Regions from separate parts of the Mus musculus genome. Here all the other regions are linked to region 3. The links are chromatin contacts, called in public HiChIP or PLAC-seq, Micro-C and promoter capture Hi-C maps. All regions are on one chromosome and are shown on one strand. Each heading gives the region's core, a stretch centred on a gene start, on an enhancer-like site or on the middle of the called end of the contact. The rest is flanking DNA. Distances are from core to core; before and after follow the strand shown.

Evidence for each region. Promoter capture Hi-C pulls out the DNA fragments that hold promoters and counts their contacts. A called contact is a pair of places that touch in the nucleus more often than the background predicts. HiChIP or PLAC-seq counts read pairs in DNA pulled down with a chosen protein or histone mark.
Region 1: a contact with region 3 is called in a Micro-C map of embryonic stem cells, with 5 times the contacts expected there. The contact joins the promoter of Ccr4 here to the promoter of Ubp1 in region 3.
Region 2: a promoter capture Hi-C map of liver shows a contact between it and region 3, with 6 times the contacts expected there. The contact joins the promoter of Cnot10 here to the promoter of Ubp1 in region 3. A contact is called at or near these places in 1 of 39 promoter capture datasets (liver), 3 of 484 Hi-C or Micro-C datasets (CD4 T cells and embryonic stem cells), 2 of 115 datasets of contacts at active chromatin or transcription factors (epiblast stem cells and memory CD8 T cells) and 2 of 9 other capture datasets (adipose tissue and liver).
Region 4: a FOXA1 HiChIP or PLAC-seq map of pancreatic cancer cells shows a contact between it and region 3. The contact joins the promoter of Cmtm6 here to the promoter of Ubp1 in region 3. A contact is called at or near these places in 2 of 115 datasets of contacts at active chromatin or transcription factors (memory CD8 T cells and pancreatic cancer cells).
Region 5: a contact with region 3 is called in an HNF4G HiChIP or PLAC-seq map of pancreatic cancer cells. The contact joins the promoter of Dync1li1 here to the promoter of Ubp1 in region 3. A contact is called at or near these places in 2 of 115 datasets of contacts at active chromatin or transcription factors (bone marrow-derived macrophages and pancreatic cancer cells).

The regions. Positions count from the first base shown.
Region 1 is chr9:114,495,191-114,497,890 of GRCm38.p6, reverse strand. It overlaps Ccr4 (chemokine (C-C motif) receptor 4), which reads left to right and starts at 1,347. Exons shown (of 2, transcript NM_009916.2): 1 at 1,347-1,393.
Region 2 is chr9:114,638,926-114,641,625 of GRCm38.p6, reverse strand. Cnot10 (CCR4-NOT transcription complex, subunit 10) reads left to right here and starts at 1,426. Exons shown (of 20, transcript NM_153585.5): 1 at 1,426-1,707. The coding sequence starts at 1,686.
Region 3 is chr9:113,929,923-113,932,622 of GRCm38.p6, reverse strand. It overlaps Ubp1 (upstream binding protein 1), which reads right to left and starts at 1,311. Exons shown (of 16, transcript NM_001372510.1): 1 at 857-1,311. The coding sequence starts at 969. Gm39439 (a long non-coding RNA gene) reads left to right here and starts at 1,697. Exons shown (of 4, transcript XR_003948257.1): 1 at 1,697-1,896.
Region 4 is chr9:114,729,760-114,732,459 of GRCm38.p6, reverse strand. Cmtm6 (CKLF-like MARVEL transmembrane domain containing 6) reads right to left here and starts at 1,257. Exons shown (of 4, transcript NM_026036.3): 1 at 1,087-1,257. The coding sequence starts at 1,224.
Region 5 is chr9:114,687,477-114,690,176 of GRCm38.p6, reverse strand. It overlaps Dync1li1 (dynein cytoplasmic 1 light intermediate chain 1), which reads right to left and starts at 1,346. Exons shown (of 13, transcript NM_146229.2): 1 at 1,150-1,346; 2 at 895-968. The coding sequence starts at 1,295.

The DNA of each region.
Region 1 (2,700 bases), core at 98-2,597, 570 kb before region 3:
GATTTATTTATTTTTAGTCAGGTGTAATGGCACACATCTTTAATCCTACACTTCAGAAGCAGAGGCAGGCAGATCTCTGAATTTCAGGGCAGCTGAGGCTACAAACTTCATGTCTCCTGCCCCAGAAAAACAATGTTTATTTATTCTCACTTGTATGTGTATGAGGCTTTGGCCTACATATATGTAAGTGCGCCACATGTGTGCAGTAGCCACAGAGACGAAGAGAGTGTCAGGTCCCCTAGAAATGGAGCTACAGACACTTGGGTACAGAGAGCTGGTGGCAGGTCCTCTGTAAGAGCAGCCAGTGCTCTTGTCTCTTCTGACCCTGATGTTTCATTTGAAATCCTCCCTGCAGGAAGGTCTCCTGGTTCTTAAGGAGTGGGGATGCACTGTGCCAGGCTGCCTGCTGGTTACCTCTGGGTAGTAGCAGCTTGCCCATCCCACAAGGCTGAAAGCTGCCCTGGGTCTCAAGATCAACTCATGCTCCCCCTGGCAGCTCAGTCATTTCCGGTTTTGTTTATATGGATGGAGGTTTTGCCTCCATGTGTGTTGCTGCGTCGAGCTTGTGCCATGTCTAGGAGAGGGCAGCAGATCCTCTGAAAATGGAGTTACCTGACGAAGTCACCTTGTAAGTCAGACTCACATCATTAAATCAACTTTCCCCTCCTCTGCATGTTTTTGTTCGGTTTGTTGTTTTTGGTTTGTTTTTGTTTTTGCTTGTTTTGTTGTTGGTTGTTTTGTTTTGTTTCTTGTTGGTTTTTTTGTTTTTGGTCTTCTCCCAGAGTTGAAGACCTAATCAAGGGACTCGTGCTCACAGTTTTTCTTTTTTTAAACAACTGCTCTTTGTGGTCCTGCGATTAGACCCAGGGCTTTGATCACTCTAAGCAAACCCTCTGCCTCTGTGCGCCATCCCTAACCCACAGCACATATATTTCACAACTTGAAAAGCCTTAAAGTTTCCCTTTTTATTCTCCCTCCCTGTCCCTTCCCTCCATGCCCTCCCATCCATTCTTTTTTGAGGCAGGTTCACATGTAGTTCAGGTTAGCCTTAAACACACTATGTAGCCCAGGATGACCGCCTGCCTCCACCTCCCACGTGCTGGGATCACAGTCTACGCCGCTGCACCTGGCTCTTACCTTCTTGTCATTTTTCTTCCCTGCCACAGAAGAAACTACACCAGCCTAGCTTTGCGTTTGGGGAAATGAGTCACTCAGCTTTTTTTTTTTTTTTTCTTTCTTCTTCCTTTTGTCAAGAAGCCCCACATGGGTGAGGGGAGAGTTGGTATATCACAGTGTCACAGGAAGTCACATACCCTTCAAAGCACCTTTGCTGCTTCTAGGATCCTGGCATTGCTTCATAGACTGTCCTCAGGATCACTTTCAGAAGAGCAAGGTAGGTGGAGACAGGGACATTCGCGGGACCTGTGGCTGCGCTGCTGCAGGTGCCTGTGGCTTCGGGGAGCACGGACAGGTGACTAGCTACCTGCCTGGCCCCACACTCAGGTTTTGTTTTGTTTTGTTTTGTTAATTTATCTTGTTGTATGTGTAAGAATGTTTTGCCTGCAAATATGTAAGTGCCCACGTGTGTGCTTGTGCCTAAGGAGGTTGTAAGAAAAGGAAAAGGGCCTCGGATCCCCTGGAATTGGGGTTACAGATGGTTTCGAGCCACCATCCGGGTGTTAGAAATTGAAGCCGTGTCCTCTTCCAGAGCAGCCAGGGACCTTAGCCACCAAGCCATCTCAGCAGCTTCACACTCAGGCTTCTTAATCTTGCTGGTGCTGGCCTCTGTCTTGGAGAACACACACTTCCTACCTGTCTGCAGGCAGGCCGCCTGAGGCTTCACCAGCCAGGCATCCATTCCGGACTCGGCTCACGCCCTCAAGTCTGACGAGGACTGCAAACTTTTCTGCTTGTTCCAGCAAGGAATATCACATACCCAGGAATTACGGCATCGTAGGTGACTTACTTACTTAATTAGTAATTTTCTTTTGAAATGTATTTTATTACATTTCTTTATGTAGTGCAGGTATATATGGATGTGTGTGTGTGCCTATATACGGAGGGTGCGTGTCAGAGGGTAATTTGCGGGAGTCTGTTTTTTTTTCTACCATGTGAGACCAAGGAATTAAACTCAGGGTTAGGCAGATGTCTCCATTTGCAGAGCATCCTCTTGGCCTCACTTGGTTTTGAGAGTCAGATACAGTGCAGGCTGGCCTCACCCTCAGTGTTGCTGAGCATGGCCTTGAACTTCTGGCCTTCCTGCCTGTGCCTCAGCCTCTCAAATGCTGGCATATATATATGGGCCAGTAGACTGGACTATCCTTTTTGTTTGGCGGTTTGTTCTTCTGAGCCTATCTTCATTCTTCTGTTTTACTGAAATTTTTTTCCCCCTTTAAACTTTACTGGTAAAATGATAGCAACACAAGACAGTTGTTAGTCACTGACAAGCCTCCCAGGAGACTCTCCCATGTGACAAGTCTTCATCATGCTTTTCCAAGGGGAAAAAAAAAAAAAAACCAAAGAAATAAAATCTCTTTTGAAAAAACACCAGGGGTAGGGGTGATGGTTCAGTGGGCAATGCGTTCGTACCTAAAACACAGGGCCTTGAGCTCTCCAGAAGGTGAGCAAAAGCCAGGAGTGGCTGTGCACGCCTAGGACCTCATAGCCCTCCCCCTCGGTGGAGACACCGTGGAGACGGAT
Region 2 (2,700 bases), core at 177-2,676, 710 kb before region 3:
TCAAAGTCTTATGAGGAGTACCTGGTGTGATGGTGCAGCCTTTAATCCAACACTCGGGAGGCAGAAACAGGCAGATCTCTAAGGTAAGCTACACAGAAAATAGAAAAATGTAAACCAAATAAATAGCTCCATGTGATTTATTTATTTACATACTTAACTATGCTCCCATCAAAGCACCATTTGGGTCACTTTACAATTCAGTGCTGTTGTCATTTATATATGAAGTTCCTCTCCCTCAAAAGCCTGCATATAGGAGGCCCGGCCCCCAGTCCTTGAGAGTGATAATAGGATTCCAACAGTTTGGAGCTATCCTTGGATTCATCCACTTGCAGATTCGTAATTTGGTGCATCATTAGGAAGTAATGGAAATTAAGGAGGTGCGGCCCAGTGGGGCTAAGTATCTCAGTTGCATGTGCCCTTGGAGACTATTTCTTCTCCCAGCTTCCTCTGCTTCTAGCACCAGGAAGGCAACAACTTTACTCTGTCACTTGTGCCCTGGCACAATGCACTGCTTCACTAATGGTCCAAAAACAATGGAACCAAGTGACCTGGGACTGAAAACTCTGATACACGAGGCAAAAAATCCATCCTTCCTCATTTAAATTCTCCTCTAGGGTATTTATCACAGAAGCAAAAAGTCTAACACAAATGCTTTTAATGTCTGTTTCTCTCCGTGAAATGAACCTCTGTTATTATAAATGCTGTTTGTTCTCTAGAAGGGAAAGGAAGAATGGAGTAGGTGCTTCTGGAACCCAAGGCTATGGTCATTGAGCAAAACCAGAACCAGTTCAGGGTTAAAGCCTTTGCCACAAAGACTGCCAGATAGGGATACATAGTGAGATTCTGTCTCAAAAAATTAAACAAACAAACAAACAAAAATTTGTCACGATATGGGCTAGAGATGAGATAGTTGGGAGCTGGGTAGTTGAAGAGTGGGTATTGTTTTTGCAGAGGATTTGAACTTGAATCTAAATCATTGTGCTTAGTAATCGTGATGCATCAAGCTTTTGTCTTAGACCGACCTACCATAGTAAGTTAATGGTTGCATGACTCGCAATCAGAGAAACCGCATGCATAATGCAGTCTGAATGGCTTTTTCAACTTGGCTACAAATAACAAAACAGCTCTGAAACTTTGAAAAAAAAAAAAGCCTTTTTTCTGGGGGAGGTGGCCTCCTCTAACAACACTTCTCTCATCCTCATTGTTATGGAAAAACAGCCCCTATGAGACTCAGAGCTTAGCACATAAACCTCAGGTGTGGTGCCTGCCATTTTGCTGAAATGCGGAACAAAAAGTCCTTCCCCTTCTGTGTTTCACTCAGGACCTACACTAGTGTACTTCCGGGTTTGCAGAAGGACGCGCTTCCGGGGCCGAGGCCAGCCCTAATTCCCACGCCCAGCTGGCCCCGCCCCGGAAGTAGCGTCTCCCTTGGCCGCTACGGGACGGAAGCTGTGGATGGCGGGGAAAACAGCCCTGCACCGGCGGATGTGTTGGCGCTGTTGCTAGACGACGAGCAGTAACTTCGTCACTTCCTCAGCCCGTGGCCCGCCCAGGACCTTAGCCGAGGCGACTGGAGCGGGCTTGAGCTGAAGAGTTGTCCCCCGCCGGTAGGACTCACCACCAGCCCGGCGGCGGGAGTCGGGGCCACGCCACCTACAGGGAGGAACTCGAGCCGAGGCGGGAAGATGGCTGCAGACAAGCCTGCAGGTGAGGCGCCCGCGCCGCGACCCAGGGGCTGACACACTGCGCGCGGGGACGGCAGGGCCCGCGTGGGGGACCCGAGGGCCACTTGACTTCGCTTGGGTACTTGTGCCCTTCACTCTTCTCAGCTGTCTCTACTGTGAGTCCAGTGGATTTTCTGCTGTGACACATCTTGATTCTACTGCACCCCATCTTGATTGCACTGCATTTGCCTTGCTCTCCAAGTTAATTCTGGCGCAGGAAGCTTGAATTTGTCACGCCGCTGTCCAGACGCTTTAAGGGAAAGTCTATCCGAGCACGCACGGTTGCCGTAAGGCCCCCCCAGGCTCAGCCACTGAAAAAGTTCCCTCTGGTCAGCGTGTCCAGTGGAGTCATTCTGAAAACTGTCTAAAGAGGCGTGACGTTTCACTGTGTCTCCTGCCTGCTCTCACTTACCTTGTTCCTCATCTGATTTTTCCCGAGCTCCTCGAGATTCCTTTTTAAAAGTCTTAATTATGTGTGTGAGTGCAGGTGCCTGCCGAGACTAGAAGAGGACATTGCGTCTACTGGAGCTGGAGTTACACAGTTGTGGGCCACCACTTGTGGGTGCTGGGAACCCAGTCTTGGTCCTCGGCAAGAGCAGCGAGTGCTGTTAACCGCTGAGCCATCACCTTTCCAGCCCCAAGATTAAGTTCTTTTTTTTTTTAAGTTATTTATTTATTTATTCATTATATGTATGTACACTGTAGCTGTTTTTCAGACACCCCAGAAGAGGGCATCAGATCTCATTAAGGATGGTTGTGAGCCACCATGTGGTTGCTGGGATTTTGAACTCAGGACCTACGGAAGTGTAGTCAGTGCTCTTAACCGCTGAGTTATCTCTCCAGTCCCAAGATAAAGTTCTTAATTTCTGTGGTTTTCTGTGGTACTCCATCAGGAATTTTTCCCATTAGGGAATTATGAGAGCCCATTTATTACCTGGAAAGTCTGCTATATTTCTTTGAAGAAAGTAATGTTTAG
Region 3 (2,700 bases), core at 62-2,561:
GCTCTGACCCAGGGCATTTCTCTTAGGGTATTAACAATGCTTCTGACCTCCCCTGGGCGGCAGGAAAGGTAGGAGAGCCCCAGGGAGCCCACATCGCACACTTTACACAACCAACCATACTGCTGAAAACTAAGTACTACACTTAATTCACACGTTTCAAAAACCACTCCGTTTTTTACCTCCTTGGGTAAACCATACCCTACACAAGCCATATTCCAACATCGAAACAAAGGGCTGCCGAGCCACCAAGAACTCTTCAACTCTTTCGGGATAAGTAAGGGGCAGACACACTTGGCTCCTATCTGTTTCCGCCTCTCCCAATTACACAAAAAGGAACAGCTGCTGGTGCAGACAGCAGTGACTAAACTATTGTGTGTGGCACAATCTTAAAGCCCTCTGCAAAAGGAAACAGCCTGAGGGGAGTCACTTTGAGAATGAAGAAACCTAGCAAGGGCCCAACTTCACTCTCAATCAGGAGACTATACAAGCAAGTCACTGCGCTCGCCAACCCTCAGGGCTACTTTCACTCACAATATAACTTACTATCAGAATGTCAAGCGGCTGAAAGTCGCAGGCCACGCTACCAGGCACCGTAGGAAAAGCTACAGTTTTCCCATTAGAAACAGTGCCTTTTGTACAGCCTACTCCAGCTAAAAGGACTCGTAAATCACTTGGAAAGAAAGTCCCTGCCCCTCTGACCCAATCTCAACGGCTAGCGCGGCTTCCCCAGGCAGAAGCGACGGGGTCCTCCGCCGCTAGCCGCCCCCGTCGGCCTCCCAGGCCACGGCGCCACGCGGCAGGACCCCGACCCCGCGGCCCAGGCCCCGCCCGGCGGAGGCAGCCGCGCGCCCCTTACCTCATGCTGTAGGCGCCGGCGCCCAGCTCCTGCCCGATGCCGGACAGGCTGGAGTCGAAGTCGTGCACCAGCCCGGACTCGATCACCTCGTCCATACTGAGCACCCAGGCCATCTTCCGGCCTCGCCGCCGCCCCGCGCAGCGCGGCCTCCGGGTCCGGGGCGAAGGCGCCCGAGCTCCGCGGGCGCGTCCTGAGGGAGGACGCGGGTGAAGCCTCCGGCGGCGCGGCGAGTGGTCACCTGCGGCGGCGCGGGACGCGGCTGAGACGAGAGCGGCCGAGGCCCAGCTGTCAGGGCACAGCGTGCGGGCCAGCAGCTGCGGCGGGAGCGACCGGGCCGCGAGCCGCGCCGCCCTCCCGCGGCCGCCGGCCCCGCGCCTCATGCCGCCGCCCGCCCCCGGCGCCGCTCCCGCGGCCGCCGCCCGCCCCGCCCCACAGCCCCAGCGCGCATCCCCCCGGCACGCCCGTCACCCGCTCCCGGGCCGCGCCCCCCCCCCCCCAGCCCTCTGCCCGCCCGCCCAGGCTCCAGCGCCCCTTCGCCCCGGCCAACCCCGCCGCCGCCGCTCCGCCGGCCCGGACGCAGCTTCGATGCGGCTCCGGCTTGGGCTCGCTCGCCGCTTCCGCCTCCTCCTCCGGCCCCGCCCCTGCGGCCGCTCCCCTCCCAGGCCCGCCCCTCGCGGCCCCGCGCCTCGCGGCGGCACTAGCGCCTGGGCCGAGCGGCGCTGCCCGGCCCCCGCGGTGTCGCGGCCTGGCGGCGGAAGAGGTGTGACCGGTTACGCTCGGCTGACTGACAGGTCTTCTGGGCAGTCACGGCGAAGCGGCCGGAATGGATTCCCGTGAGCCTCTGCGTTCCCGGCTGAGCCACCAATCAAAACGCTCTTCCCCTCCGGGACTAAATTGACTGCCATAAGTAAGAGCTCATTGGCCCGCACTGGAGGAAGTGGTTCCAGGTCCTACTTCCGTCGGTTCTGGGAAATACCCTTTCGTCGGCTTTTGCCCCCGCTCCAGAGAAAAGCGGGTACATCTCGTCTGATGTAAGCTAGGTCTGTTGTGCAGAAGATCTTGATTGGCAGGAGAATAAGCCAGTCAGCCCTCCCTAAAAGGTCCCCGCCCCTCTCAACTCAACTTTAATCCGGAGGCAGAAGCATGCTGGTCTGAGTTCGAGGTCAGCTTGGTCTACTTGGCGAGCTCCGGCTGAATCAAGGTTATATACAAGGGCTTGTCTCAAAACAAAACAAAGCAAATTTGCAGAGCCCAGAAGATCTGGTGACGCACATAGCACAAGAGTGTGTGACACCCTCGTTATTCCTTAATCATGTGCGCTAACACAAACCATGCAAATTGCTGTGAGAGTTAACGTGAAGAAAACTAGTGTTTTTCTAAAACAAAAGACAACAAACAAACCCGGGAGGTTATGGTTCAGGTAGCACGAAGACAAAACAAACAAACAAACAAACAAACAAACAAAAACCACACACACACACACAGATACCCGCAGCAAAAGACAAAGAATACACTAAGCATAGAGACTTCCTATCTATGCCCAAGTGCTCCCTTTTACTGCTTCATGGAAGTCTGTGTCTGGGTATCCCTAACAAGCTTTGAGAAGAACTGCTCCCTCCAAGCCGGCCCTCGATTATTGCTTTTTTCACATAATATTGTTTCCAAAGGATTCGGATGTGGGTCCAGCAACGTTCATTTGACAGGTTTATTATTAACTGTTGGAAATAACGGGGGAAGGGGGAGTAATTCTCTGATTCTTGGGACAAGTGTAATTGTGCTATCATTTGTCTCTTTAATCAGTTTATGCACTAGAGTACTCACACATATGTAGAAGCACAGCCTCT
Region 4 (2,700 bases), core at 8-2,507, 800 kb before region 3:
ACATTAGTGAGTCTAAAGTTAACTGGACTACATGAGACTTGAGACCCTGTGAAAAAAGAGTGGAAGAGAAGGAATGGAAAGGAGAGGGGGAGGAAGAGAGGAACAAGGGGAGAGAGGGAGAAGGAAAAGAAGGAGGTGGAAGGGTGGGGGCAAAACCACACCCATCTGGGTTAAAGGAACAGGTTCTGCAAATGCGCAAAGACGGGGAACCCAGGTGCCTGCGGAACCTAAAGGTGTCCACTGCAGACATCTTAGGAGGATGTAGGGGGTTACACAAGACCAGATCTACTTATCACTTGTCTCTGAATGATTTCCTCTCATCCCCAAGCTGGCACCTAAAAGCAGCGCCAGTTTTCTAACTGCTGGCTTTCTACTTCAGGAAAGTAGGTCAACTGAGTTCCAAGAATGTAAGTTCTGATTATCGGCGTTTTGAGAATTTTAAATCTTCCCAAGAAAGGCAGTGGGCCACTTTTAGCATAAATGGCTCACAAAACTAAACAAAACCCATAAACATTCTAAACAATTTGGTTTTCCGAAAAGTGTCTTCTTGAAAAACCTTAATACCCATTGGCAGCTGAGACACAGCAGGAGTATCATAATTTAAATAGCAAAGATGACTACAGTTTCACGCCTAGGCGGAAATAAAGAGAAGCAGGTTCAGGTTCTCTCACCCGCACACATGAAGCAGAAAGATGCCCTTTCGACTCTCTCTGCCTTGATCAAACTCACTGTGCAAGTTAAACACATACACAAACTATCCGACATGTTATATTGCCCTAATGGGCCAGCACCCGGAAAACCGCAAAAGCCAGAAAAGATAAACAGAAAGCACTACGTTGTCTGAAACACAAGCATTCTGGGCGATAATGAAAGAATTCTAGCTGAGAGAAGGGAAAAAGGGTTTAAGAGGCTGAGGCCGGGCCACGGGTAGGCGGTGGACGGCAACGCCTCCTTCCCGGGTAGGAAGGGAAGGAACTGGGGTGTGGAAACGGCTGCTTCCCGAACGAGGAGGCCGAGCGAGCGGCAGCCTCGAGGCATCCACCCCAGCCCTCAGCCCACAGGTCCCGGCCGCCGCCGTAGGCTCACCAGCTGCAAGCCTTTGAGGATGCGCCGATGCCAAGGGAGCCTGCCCAGGACGAAGTAGGCGGCCAGGCCGCTGCGCGCACCCCTGCCAGTGCCCGGGGCCGCCTCGGTGGTGGGACTGTAGACCGCTCCGTTCTCCATCGCCCGCAAACACTCGCTCACCCAGCTAAACTCTCGGCCGAGCGGTAGGGGGCGTCACTTCCTGGGACTCCGCCCACGCTTCCGGTCAACTCCGCCCTCCTCACGCCTCGTCACGCCCCCTCGCTTGCTGAGCTCCAGCCCATAGAATTTCTCTCCCTTTGCCACGCCCCCATGGTTTGCCGCGCCTCTTGTTCGCCACACCCCTCTGCCTTTCCTGCTCTCTGGTTAACTCTCGACAGTTTCTTTCTTTTTTTGGGTTTTTATTTTATTTATTTATTTATTTTTGGTTTTTCGAGACAGGGTTTCTCCGTGTAGCCCTGGCTATCCTGGAACTCACTCTGTAGACCAGGCTGGCCTCGAACTCAGAAATCTGCCTGCCTCTGCCTCCCAAGTGCTGGGATTAAAGGCGTTGCGCCACCACTGCCCGGCTAACTCTTGACAGTTTCATGCTTTCGATGGACTTCAGCTTTTTTGTTTTTTGGATTTTTTAAATTACACTTTGATTAATCTATCTATTTTATCTATATTTTTAATCTATCTATCTATCGATCTATCTATCCATCCGTCCATCCACCTATCTAAGAAGGAGCGTTGTGCTGAGGTCAGAAAACTATTCTGAGTCATTTCTTCCTGAGAATTGAATTCATTTTCAGGCTTAGTAACTGGCGCCTTTACCTACTGAGCCACCTCTCCGCCCTGACTTGATCTGTGTCTTTTAGTTTCGTTTCGGTCTGATTTAAAAATAAAAGAAATAAAACCAAGGTTTCACGTGCCCAGACTAGCCTAGAACTATGTACATAGCCAGCACTAGTCTGCAACTAGTGACAATCCTCCTGCCTCTGTCTCTGAAGTGCTGAGATTACAGGCACGTGCTCCTCCTCCCCTCAGCCTGTTTTGTTTTTTTAAAACTGCCAGAGATCACATTGAGGTCCTTCTGTATGCTAACCGCCCTCCTCCCCCGCGCCCGTCCCCGTCTCCCCCCGCCCCGCCCCCCCGCCCCCCCCCCCGTTGAGCTGCACCCCTCCATGCTCCTCCCACAGAGATTTGACTTATTTCTCACGTCTCACTATCTTCCATCTTTCAGATAGTCATCTTCTCATGGGCGGGAGGGGTGCACCCGCGTATGAAGGTGCAGGCTCGCGCGGGTGCAAGTGTGGAGGTCAGAAGTCAACCTTGAGTATGTTCCTCAGGCACCATCTACCCTGTTTTAGGGCAGTGTGTCTCACTGAACCTAGCTTACTAGATAGGTGAGGCTAAAAGGCTAAGAAGACCCAGAGATCAGCGTCCCGCCTTGCCAGCTCCGCCGTTACAAGCACAGGCTACATTGGTCTTTTTATATGGGTTCTAGGAATCGAACTCACATCACCAATGGCAGCCAGCACTTTACCAGCTAAGCTGTCTTCCCTGTTCTTGTTTTTCAGTATCATTGGATGTTTACAGTACAACTGAAAACCAGATCTGGATATTAAGTTTACT
Region 5 (2,700 bases), core at 97-2,596, 760 kb before region 3:
ATTTCTTCCTACCGACTCATTCATTGTCACCCGTGGAGAATCTCAGGTAACTAAAACTCTTCAAGCACAGTTTCTCAGCCTTTTGGCTAAAATCAAAGAGTCTGAAGTCTCGAAACACCCACTTCCAAGTTGTAAAATATTACTGTCACCCTATTATACACTCCAATATCCTGCATGTAAAAAGAAAAGGTGGGGGTTGGAATTCCTCCCAGAGCTGGAAAGACCTGCAAAACTGTTAAGTGGGATTGTTTATTGTCCCTGGGTCCTTTATCCTCACTTTGCAGCCAGTAGATTTAAAAAAAAAAAAAAAAAAAAACCTAAGAGAAAGGGGAGACATGTCTCCCTTATTCCAGCCATTCCGCTGAGGGCACTAAATGAGAACGCTGTTCTACTGCCCTTTACAAATTTCAGAGTTATTAGGTGACAGTTAAAAAGGCAACTGCAACCCGAGCACCCAGCACTGGGAGAACGGGAGAACGCTGATTCAAATAACACTCCTCACGACCCAGTCTCTGGCTCCTGTCAATTACACAAAAGAGTCTGCTATTAAATATTGATGGCATGCATTTGCGCTGGGGCTCTCACCAAGAGCCCTCATGCTACCAATCTCTGTCAAAAACTGTCCCCGTCTTTCTAGGTAGAATCCCAGACCACTGGGAGTGCCTCGGGTGTTATGTTCATTCTGTCTCTCCCAGAGGAGATGACAGAGCCACCCCACATCCCAGGGAGGAGAAAAGACCGGAGGGTCCAGGCCGGAAGGACCAGGGACCCCTTGTCCCCCCAGCTGTCAGCAGCAAGCCGGGAGGCGGGGCGCAGCCGGGCCCGAGTGTCCGCACAAAGGCAGTGGGCGAACGGATGTGACCGTGCACCCGGGCCACATCGGATATCACTTACCCAGCAGCAGCACGTTCTTCCCGGTCGGGAGCTTGGAGCGCGAGCGCGTGGAGACCTCGCTGAGGATGCAGGACCTAACAGGGAGCAAGGCGCAGGCTAAGTAAGGCCGGGCCCGACCGAGGACGAGAACCGCCGGGCCCAGCTCCCGGGAGGCCCCGCCCGTCTCCCAGCTCCCGCGGGGCTCGGGGATCCCAGAGGCGTCCGCCCTGGCGAGGAGATAACCCGCGGGGGACCGGAGAGGGGTGCGGTCCTTACCAAAGGTTCTGCCCGTCCTCATCGTCGCCCGCCGCGGGGCCGCCGCTGCCCGACGCTAGCTCGTTGGCTAGGGGTCCGCTGGCGTAGGTCGAGGCTAGCCCGGGTGGAGATGAACCGAACGAGCCGACTCGCCCCACGGCCGCCATCTTGGTCGGGAATCACACCACTCCTGACAGGGCTGGAAGAACGAAGCGGCGACTGCGGCGGCGGCGGCAGCAGCGGCGGACGGAACCCGGATATGGACGCTCCGGGCTCGGGAGCCGACCGCGCCTGCGGGGGCGGGGACCAAGCCTGAGGGCGGGGTCTGGGGAGGGGTTGTCCAAGGAGCAGGGCGCTGCTGCACATGCGCGGCAGCAGACCGGGTCGCGCATGCGCGGCCTGATTCTCTGCTTGGACTGTGGTAATGCTGGTTTTCCCTGTGTCTCCAAGCTGAAACGCCGCCCAAAGTGCACCACCCGTCATCCCGGTTGCCCGCCGGGCGTGCCGGGCATGTCAGTAAGCGAAGCAGCTTCCCACCTTTCAGTGGGGCGGTAACCTGGGACCGGCGTGGATATCCAGCGCTGCCCACCCTTCAGTTGGGCCAAGTGGGGTTCAACAGCCTTAACTACCCCGGTCCTGGATTTCTGCTCTTTCCTCCTTAAATTCTAAAAGGACGATGAGTACCTCAAGGTGGACCCACATCTGGAGCCGGTTCTTCCAGACTCTTTGCGACTGCGAGACATAAATGTTGGCAACACTTGGAAAATTAATGGTCTTGATGGATTTGTGTTTTGGTTTGTTTTCTGATGGGAATCTCACGTAGCCCAGGCTAGAGTCTTTACCGATCTGCTTGCCTGTGGGTCCTAAGTGCTGAGGCAGGTGAACCGGTGCACATCACTATGCCCACCTCTGGTCTGATGTCTGATGTTTCAGATTCCTGTGAGATCTGAAAAGACTCCCTACAGGAGTCGGCTCTCCGTTACCATGGTTAATACACAAGCACGGAGAACCTAAGCCAGACCCCAGATAATTCTCTACTAGAACTTGATTAGCTAAATATAATGGAAAATCTAAGGCCTGTTTCCAGAAAGAGTCGATGGCTTTAAGGCTGTCGTGCGCCCCATAAGAACAATTGCTGAAGATAGTCTGACTTTTGAACATTTTTTCCCCTTACTTTGAAGAGAGCTCGTTCACGTGACCCGAGTGATGATGCTACTATGCAAGCGAGAAAATCCACAACCCCGCGCTGCATTTGCTACAGGCACTGCATTTACTAGGGTTTGTCCACTCGCTAATCTCGAGTTCAGACCCTAGTAATGTGGGATAAAGGGAAGATTAAATGGGATGATTCACATAAAAGATTTATAACTGTGCCCAGAAAATCATAAGTGTTCAGCGCGTGGTAATTACTGTTTTTATTTTTAAATCTTCTGTCAAAGATATATTTATTACTTTATGTATACAGGTATTTTGCCTGGATGTATGTCTGTGCACCACATGAATGTCTATGCCCTGGTGCCAGTAGAGGCCCGAAGGGAGCATCAATTCCCTGGAACGTGGATTGGGTTGAGA